Linked DNA regions of Mus musculus: region 1 is linked to region 2. A link is a contact called in public HiChIP or PLAC-seq data. All regions are on one chromosome and are shown on one strand. Each heading gives the region's core, a stretch centred on a gene start, on an enhancer-like site or on the middle of the called end of the contact. The rest is flanking DNA. Distances are from core to core; before and after follow the strand shown.

Region 1 (5,023 bases), core at 2,366-4,865, 69 kb after region 2:
CTGAAGACAGCTACAGTGTACTTACATATAATAAATAAATCTCAAAAAAAAAAAAAATCTTGGGTAAAGTCACCCCTGCAGAGATAGGATTTGAACTCAGACTTCCAGAGACCGCACTCCGTAGCAGGCTAGCTGGATGCTGGAGTCGCCTTGCCCTGTGTCCTCTAGGAATGCGGCCCTTCATCCCAGATCAGGACATCGGCTACTTCGAGGGCTTCCTGGAGAGTATGGGTATCCGCGAGGGCGGAATCCTCACTGACAGCTTTGGCCGCATCAAGCGCAGCATGAGCTCCACGTCTGCCTCTGCTGTGCGCAGTTACGACGGGGCGGCCCAGAGGCCCGAGGTGCAGACCTTCCACCAGCTGCTAGCCGACATCACTCATGACATTGAGGCGCTGGCCCCTGACGACGACGACGTCTATGAGGATGTCTCCCCAAGCGGGGGCGACCAGGTTGAAGACAACTACCTGTAGCTCTGCGGCACACTTACCCATACGACATCATCCCCAGTATGCCTAGACTCCTGGGTTCCCATCTGTACCTTCTGGGCTTCTTTCCTTGCAAATGGGTTCCCTTGCAAATGGGTTCCTAGGGCTTCAGTCCTGCAATACCGAGAAGATCCTGCAGAGGGCGGGATAGTCAGTGTTCTTCAAGATAAAGAATCGCTCCACCTACTGGCGGACAGAAAAGATTTCCAATTCACGCCCCACTTTCTGCAAACCTGCCCAACCCCAAACCAGAAACATTTCCAGAACCTAGAGACCTCTCTTCAATTTTACAGGCTAAGAAACTGAAGAGACTTTGGGGGGAGTTGTTTGTTTGTTTTTAAGGGAATGGATTTGAGGGAACACCAGGTTCCCATTTCCACATCTCTACGATAATTTCAGCTCCACCCACCTCACAGGTGGTCATTGGAGTGAATGGAGGGCAAGAGCTTAGTGTTGGGCCTAGCATGCTGTAGGTGCTCAATAAATGCTGTTTCTCTCCGCTTGGAATGTTTCTGACTCAATGTACTGTTGTTCCTGAAGCAGTGTGTGGAATGAAATGTTATAAAGACTAGTGGAGTTTACAGCTTAGAAGAGGAAACAGAACTGGCCTCCACAGTGGTCTTATAACGCGGCTCTGTGCCCACGCCCCAAACAAAACACACGCAGGACTCTGCAGACAGACAGCTGGGGCTAGTCAAAGAGTTGTGCAGGTGGAGCTGTAAGCTATGGAGGTCAAGATGAGGCCAGGCCCTTGGCAAAGCCTCAGTGAGGACAGTGAGCTTTGAGAAGAGGCCAAAGTCCACTAGAAGAGATCAAATGTGTCTGCAAAACCTTGCTAACCCTTCCACAGCCAAACATTTCCAAATCATGTGAGCACTGGGGCTTAAGAGTTCCAGATTCCCACTGGGACGGTGGCAGATGACCCCGCCCCCGTCACTGGTCCATGCAAGGTTCTCCTGATATTCTTCTTCATTCCTTGCTTGTCTACATATTCTTCGCCACACTACAACCCCCAAACATGCCAAAACTTGCAATTACACACACACACACACACACACACACACACACACACACACATACACATACTATGCAATGTGCAAATGAACACAGCGTAAGTGGTATTGGAATGGGTTCTAATTCTCTTCCTCCTCCTCCTCCTTCTCCTCCTCCTCCTTGTCCTTCTTCCTTTAATAATATTTGTTGTTTTTATTGGGGTGGTCAGTGGTGTCGTACCATGTTTTGTTCTTGTTTTTGATGTGATCATCTTGTTGTATAGCCAAGACTGCACCCAACTCAAGATCCTCCTGCCTCAGCACTTGAGTGCTTGATTACAGGTGGGCTGCCCCATGCCCAGATCACTCTGTAACATTTTTTTTTTTTTTTTGGTTTTTCGAGACAGAGTTTTTCTGTGTAGCCCTGGCTGTCTGGCACTCACTTTGTAGACCAGGCTGGCCTCGAACTCAGAAATCTGCCTGCCTCTGCCTCCCGAGTGCTGGGATTAAAGGCGTGCGCCACCACGCCCAGCCACTCTGTAACATTTTTAAGACCCAGCCATATTATTGTGGGGAAATCTAGCTCATTGCGTTCAACAGCTGCCAGCTCCCTGAAGCATTTAAGCATCCCCTCTATTCATCCCACCCCGATGATGGATGCCTAGCTTGCTTTCAACTCTCTCTTACCACAAACACTGCTGAGATGAACACCTCTGTCACTAACCCTTGTGGACCCACATGAAGATTCTTATGGGCTCTGCCAGGAGTGGAATTAGTAGATCCCAGATATATGTGTTTAAATTTCACAAACCCCTTCTAGAAAGACCCATCCTCAGCTTGCGAGCAATGCTGCTGTCTCGTGCACTCGTCAGTTTTTTTTAAAGCCTGTCTATAGCCATTGTCATCAGTTAGGATGTGGCAACTGAGCAGGACTCGGTCTCAAACACAAACACACACACACACACACACACACATATGCATACACATATGCACACATACACACCAGACAAATACATGTATATCATGCTTTCTTGCAATTTCATGAGATCTGTGTTGTTGTTGTTGTTGTTGTTGTTGCGATACTGTCTGTGTATCCCAGGCTGCTTTCAACCTTCTGATCCCCCTAAGTTATAGATTACAGATGAGTGCTGCTGCATGCGTTGTGGAATGCTCAGCATCCTGAATTCCAGGTGAGCCCGCTCCTAAGTACTTCCCCACCTAACCCTGGAATCTGGAGCCTCCTCCTGAGCGCAGTGGACCTGGGGCTTCCCCTGCTGGCTACAAACTGCTCCTTTGGACTGTTTGTTCATTTCCATGGGGTTTTCCGGGTTTCTCTACATTCGCTTGCAAGAATAGTAATCACATTTTAGATACGACTCCCTTGTTTGGTGTTGCTGTTCCACATACCTTCTCCCAATATGTTGCCCATCTGTTAAGCTTCTAGCATCGATTGACTAACTTCAACGTGCGTACGCTGGAGTTTCCGTGAAGGCTTGCTAGAAGAGATGGTTGAGCCACATACCCAGAGTTCCTGACTTGGGAGGGTAGAGGATTCGGCTGGAAGTTTACTCTGCCAACACGAAGAGCGACAAGCATTAGCACTGCTAGCGATCGGGGAACTCATGTGGAGAACAGCTAGCCCCTGGTGCTTCTATTGAACAAATTTGCTCATTTTACTGAGCTCACTCATTACTTTTGATGTTATCAGGTGTCTTTCCTCAGCTTGTGAGTGAGTGGCCTGGCTCTCAGGAAGCAGAAGTCAGGAAGCCATGTTGCACAGTGATCTGCCATGTGAACTTACCAGAGTTCTTTTTTTCAGCCTCCGTCCTGCCTTGCCCTGCTAGAAGGGATGTAGCAATGTTAGGTCACACTGGAACCTGAGGCCTCAGGAGTGAGTCTTAGGGAGTTGCTGAGGGAGGCAGCCTCTCTTAAAGGCCTTGGGCTTTTAAGAACTCAGATTCTTGCTTACAGTAATAGCCAGGATACCACGGTGGGGCTGTGAGAGGTACGAGGATGGTGCTTGCCCCATAGCCTTGAGCATGGGGCAATTTCCCTCACAGTCAAGGAAGTCCATACTTGCCCTAGAATGCTCATAGTAACAAAGTGATGTGACCGCTTGCTGTCAGAGGTCCTGTGGGCCTGGCTGGGCAGCCTAGGCAATGAGCCTAGGAACTCTGGCCACACTTCCTCCTGTGACATGCTACATCCTGCCAGGGTCACTTCCTATCATGGTTCAGTTCCTGGCATCGAAAGATGGGGAAGTCCCCTAGGGTAGGACAGCTGGCTCCAAAGACCTCTGGGGATCATGCAAGTGTGGGACTTCATCCCCAGCTGGCTCCTCTGGGGAGTTTGATCCAAGTGGTAAAGACATGTGGTAACTAAGTGAAACTGTGCCCTATATAGAGACCTCGCCCACAACTGCCTCCTGCCCCTCTGCTTCTTTCCAGCTAGAGACTCCTAGATGGCGTCTGGGGACTTCCAACTGTGTGATGGGGGTGAGGCCCCTGCCATTCAATCCTCAAGCATTTAGAGAATGCCTACTCTGTGTCCCGTTTTGTGCTAGACACCAGAGGGAGACAAAGCACATTTCCTACCAACACAACTCCTGGGTATGGGTGCAGGTGGGTGGGTGTGAGTGGGTGGATGCGGGTGGGTGGGTGTGAGTGGGTATGGGTGTGAATGGGTGAGTGTGAGTCAGTGTGGGTATAGGTGGGTGGGTGTGGGTGCATGTGGATGGCCGTGGGTGTGAGTGGGTGGGTGGGATGTGTAGTCTGAGTGAGAGGTCTCAACACAAGCTGGGTGTGGTGGCACATTATTGTAAGTAACTTCATCCTCTGAGAGGCTGGTGTAGGAGGATCATAAATTTGAAGCCAGCGTGGGCTGTGGAGCTGCTACTGCTCCTCTTGTTGTTGTTGTTGTTGTTGTTGTTGATGATGATGATGATGATGGTGGTGGTGATGATGATGAATAACATTATAGAGTTCTCTCAGTTATAAAACGTTATAAAAATCAAAGAATGAGAAACGTTGTCTTTCTGGGTAATCTGGAAGAGACTTTGAAACAGAGGTGGTTTATGAGCAAGGTGTGTTCTAGAACAAACAAGGCTTGAAGCAAAGGGGACAATGGAGAGGAAGAGTCCTCTAGGCCGGGACCTGGGCATGGAGAGAGACAGGAAACTCAAAGGAACATGATAACCAGTTAGACATGGGTGCTATGATCAGACTGAATGGTTTTGAATCCCAAAACTGTCACCTGCTAGTTGGGAAAACTTGGGTAACTCCTTAAACATTTCTGGGCCTTGAGTTTCTTCTCTGTAAGATGGAGATAGGAACACATCACAATTATAGAGCCTGTGGAGCTTGCGAAACATAGACCTTACTATGTAGCTGGGTTCTCTGGGCCTCAAGTTCAAGGCCAGCCAGGGCTACGTAGTGAGACCTAGCTCAAAAATAGACAGAGTACATGTAGTAGGTGTTCAATAATTTCAGTAAATGCAGATGCTGGTATTGCTGGAGGAGCAGGGGGGTGTGGGATGACATCAGA
Region 2 (5,324 bases), core at 2,131-4,630:
TAGCCAAAGAGGTTGGGCAACTCCACTTCAAGGTAGTAAGTAGGGTGGAACATGCTAGAGGAGGATACCTGACATCCTATTCTGACCTCTGCATGTACATACCCATTGACACACACACCACACCACACAGACAGACAGACACACAGGCTCATGAAAAACCTCACTTATCCATGACCCTTTACAGCTATGGATGGCCTTGGCCAATGAGATTTTGGTAGAGAGTGACCTTATTTTCAAACAGAAAGCAAAAGCCTCATATGGAAAAGGCCCTTTGTCTTTCCCCAGCCTGATACACAGTTTGGTTTTCATTGCTGGATTATGACCCAGGAGTGCTGGGGAAAGTAGCTGTGTCCTTGGTCCAGCCCCAGGACACCTTACCTTTCTGGATCATTTCCTTCGTCTTAGGGTGAGGCATTTTGATGAACATGTTCCCAAAGCAAACCATCACATCTTCTGAAACAGCGAACAGACATTTCTTTATCACGTTTTGCTTTTTTCTTTTTGAAGCACCTATCACCTGACTGGCACATTTGTGCTAAGAACATAGCAGAACAAAACAGTCCATGCTCTTGTGGGACTCATGTTATAGCAAAGGTGGGGAATGAACAAGGTTGGGTTTTTCAACATACTGCTAAGAACTAGCATGAAAAATTATATTGACATTATATTGGGCATTTTTGTTTCTTTAAAAAACAAAACACAGAAATACTGTAAGAAAATGTTTTCATTACAATCCCAGGTGTGCGATGTGGGGCTGCTTCAGACTGTCCACAGCAGCTGACTATGATTTGCCTCATGCTCTGGTATGATTTTGCCAGCTGCAGATAGTTTCTTCCAGTGTGTGATTTTTGGAATTCTGAGGACTTTTGAGAAGGTGAAACATTGCTAGGGCCATGAGAGGCAGGGTTGTTGGTCACAGTTTTTTAAGTAGACATATGCAAAGAAATAACAAGAAGAAATTAGATATCCTGAAGATGAAGATCAAACTTGCCCCAAGGACTCAATGCCCCTAATCAGCAGGAAGTGGTCTAATGAGAACGCTGCCCCCTTTCCAACCCCAGACTTTATTCAGGGAGCGTTTTCCTTTCCCCTCTATCCCTTTTTCTCTCTTATCAAATGTTAGGGGGTTGAAAAGGTGGAAGAAAAGGGGTGAAAGGTGGAAGAGAGAAGAACCCATAGAATAGCAAAAGGACAAGCTATTTAAAAACCAACCAACCAACCAAAGTTGTTTCAAGTGCTAGGGAGCATCAGAGGACAGGTTCATTATGGGGATGTGACATCGTGGATATGACATCCAGGCGAGACCTGAGGAAAGCGAGGACATGTCACCCACAAACATGTGGGAAAACAGAGCCAGGCAAACAACAAAGGGACCAGTGAGTGCGTGGGGTGTGTGGGGCTGGATCATGTGGAGTCTCGAAACAGCTCTGGGTTTCATTCAGGTGAGATAAGCCAATGGAAGCCCTACATGTCAGTGCCCTTCACTGTGGCCGGAATGCTGCCCACCTTTCCAGAAATGCTTCATGTTGTCCCCTTAGTGGGACATGGCATGGCTTGACTTGCTCATGCCACCAGCCACAGCAGCCACCTGGCCTCATCTACTGAGCCCCATCTCTTCCCTCCAAGACAGTCTCGACACCCACCCATGGCCAACTCCATCTTTAGCTTTCTCACAATTTTCAGTTATGTGTTTGTGCTGCTTTCCTCGTGTGGAACATAAGGGCAGAACTATTGCTTTTATGTGCGGTGAGCACTCTCTGCATCTGCCATCAGTGAGTGAGGAGCTAATGGCCTGTCACTGAAGTGAGCATCTAAAATTCTGAGTCACAGCATATGTCTGACCTGCAACGCTCGCTCGCTCGCTCTTCTCCTCAAGCTGTCTAAGTTTCCCACGAGGGTGAGTCACACAGTCCCAGCCTCCTGCCTGGTTTTTACCAGGGATAATGAAGTCCTTCAGAAGACAACTGAACCGGCTTCCAGGGCTTCAGTAAGGATGTCGCAACTTACCAGAGACACTCAGGTCCTTCTGTAGGGCCCTCAGGCCCTCTCGGTTCTGATTCCTCTTGGTGTCCAGGTCTACAATCTGAAAACAGGAGCAGATGGGGACTCAGCTGCCTCCAGCCCCAATCTGAAGAGACAAGGTATCATTTCTGGCTAAGTTCCAAGGTCTTGCCTAACATGGAGGACTCAGGTGGGAAGGTGCTTCTTTACCCACTCAGCTTCCAGCTCCTCTGCTTCGACACAAACCTCCTTCCTCCAGAGAAGGTGCTAGGAAAATGCCTGCAGATTGAATCATTTTGTGTCATCCAGTCAACCTTGAGAGTGTACCAGAGTCACCAGGGAGTGAGCTGAGTGTCTTCTCTAGACAGTGACTACTGACACACTCTTGTTAGGTAACTCTGACAGTCTCACCAGACACTCAACCATACTGGACTGGAACAGCTGTGGCATGGTACCACTATGACAGCTAACTACTCAAGAGGTGACATCTGGGGCCGCAGCTAGTGAACCACCAAGCCTTCTCAAATATAGACCACAAAGAACCATTATGGCCATTATGACAGCGTTTGAAGACCATCAAATATATCAAGTATATGTCTCGCCCCATCACTACCATCTGGTCTAACTCTAGACCATCGGGATCACCTGAATGGTTCCCCGCTCTCTAGGAAGCAGCCAGAGAGAGGCATTTAACATCCAAATGCACGCCTATAATCCCAGAACTCAGGAGACTGACAAGGATAGACCACGGATTGTTCAAGGCTAACCTAGACAACACAGTAAGCCCTCTAAAGTTTAGAGTCTAAAGCAACCGATCCCCAGCACGAACTCCCTTTAGGGACTAACCACTTACCACAGAAACAGAACCAAGCACCCCTTTCGGATCTACGAGGCCCTCAACCCCTCACCCCCGCGCCCGACACCCACACACCCACACATCACACCCACACACCCCAGCGCATTGCCCAGACACATGCCGCCCATGTCTCAGTAACCTGATTCACGATGGGCCAGGGACTGCGTTTGGAAAGTGGTGTCAGGGGAGCCTCCCGCAGACAGTGAGAATCCAGGAGACCAGCAATGACCGGGCAGGGTGAAAGGAAGGCGACTATCCAGCACAGAACCAGTGCTCGCTCCGCGCCAGGCCGCTGGGACCAGTGACGCCGGAAGACCGGGTGAGCTCCCTGCCACCCCGCGCACTTACGCGCTCGCAGCCGCCACGTCTCTCACCTGCCGCTTGTCCGACAGCACGGCCTCGGCCAACTCCTCTACTTCGACCAGGTACCGCAGCACCCGCTCCGCCTCGGGGGACAGCATGGTGCCACGCACCTCTTCTGACACACTGCTACAACTTCACCTTGGCTCCTTCCGCGCACGCGCTGTTCTGGGACTTCCGGCACGCCTGCGCAGTGAAAAGAGCAAGCGCCGCAGCGGGGCTCCAGAGGGGCGGGGTAGGCTTTGGGAGCGGGGCAGGTGCGCCCCCTACAGGCTCTGAAGGAGCAACACAACGCACTGTCCATTTCCCTCCCTTCAAAGGGTTCCTGGGCATCCACTACATACCAGATTGGGTGTCAGGAACGCGGCTGCAAATAAAACATCCCGACTCTAGGAACGTCGTCCCATTGGAAAACAACGAACACTGAAGGCAAAATAATTACACATTATGGAAGGTAGTGATAAGGGATTTGGAGACACAGAGATCATAAAGTCCCGGTTTAACGACGCCCAGAAACTGAGTGTGGCAGACAGACTCATATTTTAATCCACGACGTTTTCAGCTTCCAGTTTGTAAATAATGGGTGATAGAAATTCCCCTCACTCTCTCTCTTTCTCCCCGGAAGATGGAAAGGAAGCAGTAATTATTTTAAATTGCATCTGGCTGCAGCATTTGTTGAATCTAATGTCCACAGTAGCAAGCCGAGATTCACAGAAGGAGCTGGAAACTGTCCAGGGGAGCAGTGGAGTGTCAGTAAGAGCGTAAGAGTGAATTAGGATCCAGGACTTCCCAGAGGAGGCGTGTGTGTGTGTGTGTGTGTGTGTGTGTGTGTGTGTGTGGTGACTGCCTGACAGAACCGGAGGGGTCCCCCAATGTTGCAAAGCTGGAGGCTCAGACGCTGGGCCTGGGAGTTTCTGCCTCACCAATCCTCTTTTGTTTTTCCGTGTGCGAAACTGGAATTACCCCAGTGCCTCTCAAACACCACGCTCTACCACTGAGCTATATCTCATCTATTTTCTTGTGTGGTGTGTGTGTGTGTGTGTGTGTGTGTGTGTGTGTGTGTTGCATGCGTGTAAGGGTGCTCTGTGCTCCTGCAGACACAAGCAGAGGCCAGACAGATTAGGGTGTCAGGTGTCTGTCTCTCCCTGATATTCTCACCTTATTGTCTTGAAATAGAGCCTCTCCTTGAAACAGAAGCTCACTTTTGGGCTAGGCTTGCTAGACATTGAGCTCTCTGGATCTGCCTGTCGCTGTTTGTTGCTGCTCACACAGCCATGTCTGGGTTTTTCTGTAGGCGCTTGAGATTCAAACTCAGATCCTTATTCTTGCAAAGTGAACACTCTTCATTCACGGAGCCACCTCCCCTAAGGCCTAACTCTGAGGTTCACTTTTTAGTCTCCTTTTTTGGACTCTGGGAAACTTAGCCCATTCATATTCTTTGCCTCACTTGAATTTCACGGACACTTTTTTTTTCTCACAGGATTATGCCTGTTTAGTTTTATAGCTGCAGGCTGAGGCTGAGAGAAGGGCTAATCAGTCACAAATTCCCCGGGGTGGAGGGTGCTGGTCTCTTTTTCACAACTATCTATGGACATTGACAAACTGTGCCTCACGAAGCCTGGAAACACCTCTTTCTTGTCTGGCTTTGGGCTACCTTCAATTACTAGAGACAGACAGTTTTCTCTGCAGCTGCGTGGTGTGGGGATGGAGGAAGCTTCATTAAGGATTCCTCATAGAGGGTGAATTTGTCGCCAAACCCAGGATGTTTTGTGTAAACACCTTCTGGTTCAGAAATGAAGGCACAAGCCCTGTGAAAGAAGTGGGGGTATTTGCCAAAGGAAAAATGAGTCTTCCAGGAATCCCTGGGGCCTGGACCCTAGTCCTGCATCGTCTCTCCACCTTGGGGCCAAAGATGGCTGGAAAAACGGACACCTCTGACCCCTGCTGGGTGGTCCTGCATGGAGAGAAGTTAAGAAAGGTTCCATGTTAAATTTCTTGGCTCCGACTGACCCTCGGGGCCACATCTGGTCATTGGATATTGCAGAGAAGGTCACACATATCCCCAAGGGTCAAAATGAACAGATTGTGAACTCTGGGATATCTCTGA

The links. HiChIP or PLAC-seq counts read pairs in DNA pulled down with a chosen protein or histone mark.
Region 1: a contact with region 2 is called in an H3K27ac HiChIP or PLAC-seq map of the HPC-7 cell line, with 4 times the contacts expected there. The contact joins the enhancer-like site here to the promoter of Pdrg1 in region 2. A contact is called at or near these places in 4 of 39 promoter capture datasets (the HPC-7 cell line, embryonic stem cells and macrophages), 1 of 484 Hi-C or Micro-C datasets (nephron progenitors), 2 of 115 datasets of contacts at active chromatin or transcription factors (the HPC-7 cell line and embryonic stem cells) and 3 of 9 other capture datasets (adipose tissue, macrophages and pancreatic islet).

What each region holds. Positions count from the first base shown.
Region 1 is chr2:153,080,741-153,085,763 of GRCm38.p6, forward strand. Ccm2l (cerebral cavernous malformation 2-like) reads left to right here. Exons shown (of 10, transcript NM_001372363.1): 10 at 169-995. The coding sequence ends at 473. Among named protein-coding and RNA genes, the nearest start is that of Ccm2l, 17 kb to the left of the region's middle. Within about 2 kb of position 3,616, at least 111 of the 459 cell types and tissues checked have an H3K27ac peak or open chromatin away from gene starts, as enhancers often do. A contact at or near this core is called in the HPC-7 cell line, adipose tissue and macrophages, where this site is marked.
Region 2 is chr2:153,012,003-153,017,326 of GRCm38.p6, forward strand. Pdrg1 (p53 and DNA damage regulated 1) reads right to left here and starts at 3,381. Exons shown (of 5, transcript NM_178939.2): 1 at 3,232-3,381; 2 at 2,008-2,083; 3 at 379-453. The coding sequence starts at 3,318.